3 separate regions of the Mus musculus genome follow, and all the other regions are linked to region 3. Evidence: chromatin contacts called from public Hi-C and HiCAR-type data. All regions are on one chromosome and are shown on one strand. Each heading gives the region's core, a stretch centred on a gene start, on an enhancer-like site or on the middle of the called end of the contact. The rest is flanking DNA. Distances are from core to core; before and after follow the strand shown.

Region 1 (2,792 bases), core at 102-2,601, 490 kb after region 3:
AGCTGAGACCACATATCTAGATCTACAAGCAGGAAAGAGAGAGGCACACTGGGAATGGCACAAGTCTTTTGGAACCTCAAGACTTTTTCCCAGTGACATAGCTCCTCTAAGGAGGCCAAACCTGCTAATCCTCCCGGAACCGTTCCACCAAGAGAGAATCAAGTCTCCAAGCATATGAGCTTACAAATGCCATGCTTACCCAAGCCAGCACCACCAGTATTCCAGAGTTTGGTTAATGTAACTAGTTTACCTACCCATATTAATGTCTATTTTATAATTTAAATTCATTCAGCTGAACATGTATCCCAATATCTGAGTGTTTCTAGATGAACATTCCTCATAAGACTTATGGCAGAAAAAAAAATGGCAAAACAAACAAGATTTGCAGTTAATGGAAATAAGATTTTCAAAGACTTAAATAGTAACTGTTTATGTGCATATTAGAAAAAAATCTGTGAGAGAGGAATTTATAGTCTGTAGTTTCACTACTGTGAATATTCATAGCTATAATCTGATAGAGTTTTAAAACATTCACACCGGAATCACAGGTGTGTTTATAAAGTCATTAGAGGCAAAATAATGGAATATTTAAGCTAAAACTGAAGCGTCTATCATTATCTTATTTTTATCTAACACAAGTTCATGGCTTTTAAAAATGATAATTTTTAGTATTTAATGTTTAAATCTGAGATACTCATAAACATGGTGGAAATATTCTCATTAAACATTATAATGTAGTTTAAAGATTTAGAATAGAATACTTTGATTAAAGAGACAATACTTGTGCTAGTTTTACTTAAAGGAAAAGTTGTGTTTAAGATGATACCACGTTCCGTTAAAGGGCTCAAGAACTCAGCTGGATTTTGTCAGGAATATTAGCTTTTCCCACAGGTATTCGGGCCGTTTGCACATCACATTTGTTTAAAATTGTTGTTTAAATATAAGTTATTAAATCATAGGATGAGATGAAGGCATCAAATGTGGTTCTACATATTTTGGGGAGGAAGAACAGTAGAAATTGGGTATAGGTTTTTACCTACTGTCTGAAAAGGCAATGGAATTATGTTATCTTTTAAGTGAATGTGTGTGCATTAGTTCTCTCTCTCTTTCTCTCTCTCTGTCACACACACACACACACACACACACACACACACACACACACACACACAGTGGAGTTAAAAGAGAGAAAAAAAGAGTAAAAGTTCACTGTAACCTGGTGATTTATTGGGGAAGGCTCAGCAAGCTCACATAAAAACTGAAGCGGGGAAGTGGTCGGACATTGGGTCAAATCCCCATTCACATGTTGCGTAATAAAGGGCTGACTGCACCCTTTCAGGCTTGCCTCTACTCAGAGACAATGGCAACTGCAGAGCAAGACTAATAACAGGATTTAGCATAAATCCACCACAGGAAGTGAACAGTGGTAGTGGCAAATAATTAGCCAGGAAACATTCTACAGGAGCGCCGGGACGCATCCGTGAACTCTCCGACTCTCAGTCCGCTTCGGATCATGAAAATATCAGTAGTTCTCAGCGATCGTTAATTTTTGGGTGTTTGTTGTAAGATGGCTTTTCCCCCCACCCCCACCCCCCTTTTTTTTTTCTTTTCACAAGCGGGCCTGATTTTTCGTGTCCTAATTTAGCAGCCACAGCCCAGGGGTTTGGAGGCTCAAGGGAGGGGTTTAGAACGTTCTCTTTTTCTCTCCTGCCGATGCTTTTTTTTTTTTTTATTGCAAGGTGGATAGTGTTTATTTTGCACGGCTAACAAGTGAGTTCAAAGCAATAACACTCCTCTTGAACTCCTGCCAGAATCCCGGAGCTGAAGCTCCCCTGCGTGGCAGAGCTGACCTATGCTCTCAAAGCCTAATTAATTTGCAGAGGAATGTCAAAATGACAGGTCCACCACCTGCTTCACTTGACACTTAAAAGGAAAGCTAAGTGGGAGTGTAAAAGGAAGGAGAGGTGTCCAAAGCAGCTCTCCTGTGCATGCCCTGATTTCTGAGACCCTGAAGCACGTTGCTGGGAGTCTCCATTTCCACATTCTGAGCTCTTCATTTCTGTCCGTGTTTGAAAAAGTGCTAGTAAATGGTCACGCCATTGTATTAGGGCCAATGCTGCCACTGGACGTGGCTTTGAAGTTCTTTCTGTCAAATACCTATCTGATTTTGTCATCTCAGAGCAGCCAGCAGAGACTCTTGTTTTCTCCTTTTAACTCCTTAAAACCCACTTTCTCCAAAGCCAAGAGAACAGGCATGAACTGTGGCTGGAGACCAACTGTCATATCAAAATCCTAAACTGAACGTTAAAAACTATAATTCTGGACATTCAGTCCAGCTCATCTGAGAGGTATCTCTGTTATATGAAGTCACAAAATCAGGAAAGAGCAGATGAAGGTCTCCAGCGTCGTATCGACTGATTTCATAATACAGTAATGAGGGTTTTTTTTTAAGACTTCTAATAAAAACATAACTCTGGAGCTGGGCGTGGTGGCCTACAGTCTTAATCCCAGCACTTGGGGAGCTGAGGCAGTATGAAGTGGGGGGGTCAGAATACCAAGCTTTAGTTCAGCTTGAGCCACCTAGCAGGATCCTGTCTCAAAATAATAACCCACTTATTAATTACTTAGGTGACATTGGTATATTGCTCTCAGTAAGTCACCCACAAGTCAGATTCCCAGGCCTTGACCTTAGATCTTTAATATTGCTCCCAACCTTGCTGTGTCTTACGTAAGTTAACTCCTTCAGACTCTGGTGAACAGAAATCTTATCTTCAAACACTGTCTGTCTTTTATGC
Region 2 (2,700 bases), core at 175-2,674, 350 kb after region 3:
AGTCACCAACCTTTGGAAAGTTTCATCTGTTGTCATCATGAAGAAGATGCATCACCCTGCAAGAGCATATGAAGGACAAGGACTCAGAGATTAATAATCAGACAGTCAGAACCCAGTCATGGACTAGAACCAAATGCCACAGACAGGAGAGCTCACTGTTGCATGCATTTGTTTATAAATAGCATGTTTGTGCTCGGCTAAATCAGCTATGTATTAGTCAGATTACCATAATAAAGTGACATAGGAAAGACTGTTTAAAGAGAAAAAACAAACAAACAAACAAACAAATAAACAAACAAACTTCTTGCCCACAGTTCTGGAGGTGCGAACTAGAAGGTAAGGCGCTAGCATTGTTGAGCTCTGGTGAGGGCTTTCTGTCCTGCATCTTCCCCTCACTGTGCCCTCCTATGGCATAGAGAGAACGGGAGAGAGTGAGGATGTGAGTGTGGGAGAGCTTTCTGTTCTCTCTCTCTCTCTCACACACACACACACACACACACTTGTGCATATATGCACATGTTCATGTGTGCTTGTAGAGGCCAGAGATTGGCATCAGGATGCTTCCTCAGCTGCTCTACACATTGTTTGTTTGTTTGTTTGTTTTGAGGCAAGTTTTCTTGGTGAATTTGGAGCTCACAGGTTCCATTAGGTTCTCAAGAGGTGAAGGTGAGACACAACTCCCAGCATCTCAGGATTCCAGGTCTGCAGCACGACATCCGGCATGGGTGTGGGAATATGAGATCAAGCTCTCGTGCTTGCAAGAGGAGTGTGTGACTACATCCTCCCTCCCTGTGATCTGTTTTCAGACAATGTGTAAACCTTCCGTGAAGTCCTTCATGGCCTCCTATAATCATCATTACTTCTTAGAATTGCCGTCTCTGACTCTCAGCATGCTGGAGCTTGGGGATTCTACTCATGAATTTTTGAAGGACACAGATGCTCGGCTCAGAACAAGCTCACTGCCTCAGAATACTTTTTTCACATTAAATTTTACTTTGCTACAGAGCAACGTCCAAGTTATTCCTTATGGGGTAACATCTACGTGCCAGGGAATTTTGGCGCTCAGTGTGTTTCTGTTGATTATAATTACTTTCAAACCTTTAGCTTATAGGGACAGCAACAAAAGAATAAATAAGTTGTTTCTTACCACACTATGTCTTTAGAAATACATTCTATTTTTGCATAATGGTGATAACCAATTTTGTAATGCACAGGAGAATATGGTTTCAAAGGTCATTTTAAGGGTGAGAAAATGTTACTTTCACATAGTAAGGTCAAGCTGTCAAGCGCTGCCACTAGCTTATGAATATTAGTTACCTTATACACGAAAACTTACGGTAAGTGGCCTGAAATAAGGTCATTATACCCTGCCGCTTTCACCACCTTCTCCTTTTCTCTGTAACAAGTGCTCACTATTACAGGAAGAATGCCGGCCTTTTCTTTGCAGCTTTGCAGAGCTTTAAGAAAGTGTGGGTCTTAATCACACTCTCCTTTTCTTGCCTGCACTTCTGACTTCTCTAAATTGGCAGCAGAATTTTAAGTCCATCTCCTCTGAGATAGCATCGCTCTTTAACCTTGGATAGTTTAAAAGTCTCTGCCCCGGCATTTCTGGGTACTTTCCCACTCCGATCCTTTATTCTCATGTCAAGGACAAGTTGACTTGAGCCAAAAAACCAAAATTAGAGCAGAGGCCTTACTCTATTTCCAGATCAGCTAAACCAATTAATACAATTTAATTAGAACTTATTTTCTTTCTCTTCTGCAGAAGGGTCTTGGGGTACAGCTGAGTCTTCAGTGTGCAGCTCCAAATTCACTTAACTCTTACTGGGACATTTTAAAACTTAGGCACACAGTGTGTCTGTCTTGACTTTAAATTTCCTGTGCGGTTCTCTGGTAAACTGCCACTTGGAACCCTGTTTTCTTTTTGAAAGAGGAGAGTTGCTTTTCCTTTTGCTCGGAGGAAGCAGAGGCTCACAGGGACATGCATCTTCAATAAGCTATTTATATTGCTGCATCTCGATTCACTTCAATGGAAGCATGTATCTCTGATATCACCAGCCGTGTCCTCTCATCACATCAGAACCACACTTCCACTTTGCTGTTATTTTAAGTAAAGATTCACAGTGCCGATGACTGCCTTTTTCCACCCTATGATACTTACCTTGGACATTTCTGCAAGCTTGCCATACCATGTTGGTAAGATAATCCTCTTATACATTTGCATGCACATACACATTTTAGATAGCAAAATAATCGCAAAAATTCTATATAGAGTATTTGTAAAATCATTCACTGCCAAGGGAAATCCAGTGAGGAAGCCTCCCTCTTCTCTTGATTCCCATTTGTGCTTTGGCTTCCTTAAGGCCTCATCTTAGGTTCTGCCTGCTGTGGAAGCCTTTTCAGTATGTATCCTTAATCTACACAGCTCTGATTTACTTTGCTGCTCTCTTTGGTACTCGCTTGCCCTTCCAGGGTCTCTGAAATCTTGATCGAAACAAGAGAGCTCGAAAAGATGCTTTAGTTTAACTCAGAACTGTGCAATCTGCAATCGACAAGAACCCTCAGAAGCTTACCCCAGAAGAGTATTTAACTCATGTCAAAGTGGCCAGGCAGGCAGATGAAGCTGAGGTGACATCCAGGGGAACAAACAGCACAGGACTCCCCTGTCCATGGGTCATCCCTGCCAGCATCAGTGAGTGG
Region 3 (2,710 bases), core at 181-2,680:
CTTGCCATGCTCATCATGAGGACACCTGATCCCATTCTCCAGGAAGGGACCTCCATGGCCCAATCACCTTCTCGAGGTCCCACCTTTTACTATGGTCAGCGTTAGAGGCTGGAATGACACATATAAACCTTAGTATTCCATCCATGCTCCTCCACATTAATGTCTCACATACAAGATGCATTTATTCCATCTTAACATCTCCCCAAGGCCTTAACCCAACTCACTGTAGCAACTAACTACTCAAAAGCTTCCTTCCGCATCAGGGTATCATCTAGCTGAGCAAAGGAGGAGACGCAAGGCACCATCCACCCGAGGTGACCCTGGTTGTGGTCTTGAACTACAAGAAGCAAGAGGTTTGGGAGAGATAGGCTTCCAAGCTTGGGCTTGCTAGGCAACCAGTCCACCCCATGGATAAATTCCATGTCCAGTGAAAGACTCCATCTCTGAAAGAAGGTAGAGAGCCATGTAGGAGATAGCTGTTGTCCTCTGGCTTCCCCCACATATGTGCGCATACACCCTCCAATGAGTACACATAAATACATACATCTACACACAAAGAGGGAAGAAAGATGCACAGCCACCTTTAGGAAGTGTCATGCAAACTTCTGAAGGTACCGGAGAGAGCCTTTTGCTACCGAAAGACTTGTCTTTCCTCCACTGGAAAATGGGTTTTAATAACCAGCTTTATCATTTCCCTAGTACATAACCACTGATAGACCCTTAACCTTGATTGGTTTGTTTCCTTATCTTTAAATTCTGTCTCTATACAATATATATATTTTTTTCTTCTCAGATAAGGTCTTGTTTTGTAACCCAGCACGGGTTGAAATTTGCAGACGTCCTGCCTCTGCCTCGCTTCTATGATAGCGTGCGTGCTGTGCTCAGGTTAGAAAAAAAAAGTTAAGATCTAATAAAGTCAAATATTTTGTGCTTTCTGATCTATAGCTGAATGGAAGTCTTGGTATTTAGTACTTCTTAGTTCTAATTTCTTAATCGCTAGAGAGCAACTCATGGTGGCTATCTTGGGTGACTCCTTCCTAGGTACGGTGCAGCGGATGCTCAGGAGGAGACAGCCTGAGTGGGTGAGTGGATGGGTAGGGTGGTTTTGATTGTGGTGATGGACTTTTCAAGTAAAGTAGGGAGTTCTTTATTGTTTTAAATTTGTTCCCTACTTGCTGGCAGAGCAGCTCTTCAAGATGGAGCGAGTGCTGCAGTTAGGATTACCCAATCCTCGATGTTTGAAGGCTGCTAAGCAGGGCAAAGGTCTGAGGGGAAGAGGGCTTTTTCTAAGCAGGTAATGTGAGCAGAGCATGCTTGTGAAGAGCCTCTCAGCCGAAGGATTTCAGTAGCCACCTCCTTCCCTGACCGGGCTGGCTTGGGTTTGCATGGGTTGGAAACTCTGTTGAGTGTTTTTGGTTTCAGTTTTGTCAGAGCTCTCGCTGACACCGGCAGGCTGGGCTGGGAGTCTGACTGGGAAAAGCTACTTGACAGTCAGGTTGGAACAAAGCACATGCTGGCTTCTTGCAGAGGATGTGGGGCTTGTTGACTGGAAGCCTGCCTGCCAGAACAAGATCCTTCTGCGCACACCAGAAACAATCTGCCATTGTCTCAAGGGATAAAACAGTGCCAATAAAACATGAACGCTCCAGCCAAGAGGAGGAGAGCCGCGTTAACTGCTTCATTTCTGAAAGGAATTGTGGGAAAGGGGAGGCTGAGCAAAACTCGTCTCCTTGTTTTTCATCTTTCACATTTGACATCATACAGATGTGGTTCCCAAAGCCCACCACAGGCCCACTTACAGGGAGTAAATGAACACCCCCCCACCCCACACACACACCTTGCTATTCTGGGGGTTTTAGTGCTGCCGGGGAATGGCCCCTGTGGCCTCTCTTATGTTGGCCTTGGCTCCAGATGCTATTACCTCAGAGAAACTGCCAGAGGGGTAAGGCGGTAGAGTGTGCATAACTCTCAGGACAGCTTAAGGGTTGGGAATGCATGTCCTCAGAGGAAATGGGGGGAAGTGGAGGAGGAGAAAAATCCTAAGAGAGGTGACTGATTGAGGTTATAGAAGCTTTTATCTTAATTTTGCCTGTGTTCTCCCCTTGTCTCTGATGAGAACCAATAAAGGAGTATTAGTGGAATTGAGGTTGTGACTAAACTCCTTCAGTTTGCTTGGCATAATGACTTGCAGACTGTACTCTGATTCTCTTCACTCTATGACCAATCCCTTCTCTAAACTTCTTGCTTGTGCACAACTCAAACTTCAAGCACTGTGCAATAGTTCAAGACTTCACGAGTGTGGGAAAAGCTGGGCTTCATGAAAACAGTTATGAAGGTGTAAGGAAGTGCACCTATGGACTGGGTGCGGTGCTATATGCTATGCCTGTGGTCTCAGCAGTTGGGAGGTAGGGCCTGGATGATCAGGAACTCAAGTTTATCCTCGAACTTATACAGCTACATAGTGAGTTTGAGTCCAGCCTGGGCTACAAAGACCCTGTTTTAATAAACCAAACCAAGCCAAACCAGACCAAACCAATTGAAGAAGCACAGTTGTGGCCAATTCCATAGAAGGGCTTGGGGAGACGAATTGATGGGTCAATTGCTTGCTTCACAGCACCAGGATACGATTTTGGATCCCTACTGCCCCTGTATAATGCCAAGTGTGGTGGTGGTGGTTTGGTCAGCGCTTGGTAAAAGCTTTGCTTGGCTT

The links. Hi-C and Micro-C count contacts between places; a contact is called where the count stands out from the background. HiCAR-type assays count read pairs that join an accessible place to other places.
Region 1: a Hi-C map of neural stem cells shows a contact between it and region 3, with 2.5 times the contacts expected there. The contact joins two enhancer-like sites. A contact is called at or near these places in 9 of 39 promoter capture datasets (the 3T3-L1 cell line, 3T3-L1-derived adipocytes, the HPC-7 cell line and 6 more), 6 of 484 Hi-C or Micro-C datasets (the HL-1 cell line, adipose-derived mesenchymal stem cells, common lymphoid progenitors and 2 more) and 3 of 115 datasets of contacts at active chromatin or transcription factors (astrocytes, craniofacial prominence and embryonic stem cells).
Region 2: a contact with region 3 is called in a HiCAR-type map of astrocytes, with 2.1 times the contacts expected there. The contact joins two enhancer-like sites. A contact is called at or near these places in 6 of 39 promoter capture datasets (the 3T3-L1 cell line, 3T3-L1-derived adipocytes, cranial neural crest and 2 more), 7 of 484 Hi-C or Micro-C datasets (the C2C12 cell line, adipose-derived mesenchymal stem cells, cerebral cortex and 4 more), 1 of 115 datasets of contacts at active chromatin or transcription factors (astrocytes) and 1 of 9 other capture datasets (embryonic stem cells).

The regions. Positions count from the first base shown.
Region 1 is chr14:105,814,115-105,816,906 of GRCm38.p6, forward strand. No RefSeq gene overlaps it. Among named protein-coding and RNA genes, the nearest start is that of Gm41239, 7.3 kb to the right of the region's middle. Within about 2 kb of position 1,352, at least 62 of the 459 cell types and tissues checked have an H3K27ac peak or open chromatin away from gene starts, as enhancers often do. A contact at or near this core is called in astrocytes and neural stem cells, where this site is marked.
Region 2 is chr14:105,675,232-105,677,931 of GRCm38.p6, forward strand. No RefSeq gene overlaps it. Among named protein-coding and RNA genes, the nearest start is that of Gm6145, 33 kb to the left of the region's middle. Within about 2 kb of position 1,425, at least 58 of the 459 cell types and tissues checked have an H3K27ac peak or open chromatin away from gene starts, as enhancers often do. A contact at or near this core is called in the C2C12 cell line, astrocytes and cerebral cortex, where this site is marked.
Region 3 is chr14:105,327,206-105,329,915 of GRCm38.p6, forward strand. No RefSeq gene overlaps it. Among named protein-coding and RNA genes, the nearest start is that of Gm24207, 52 kb to the left of the region's middle. Within about 2 kb of position 1,431, at least 217 of the 459 cell types and tissues checked have an H3K27ac peak or open chromatin away from gene starts, as enhancers often do. A contact at or near this core is called in the C2C12 cell line, astrocytes, cerebral cortex and 1 more, where this site is marked.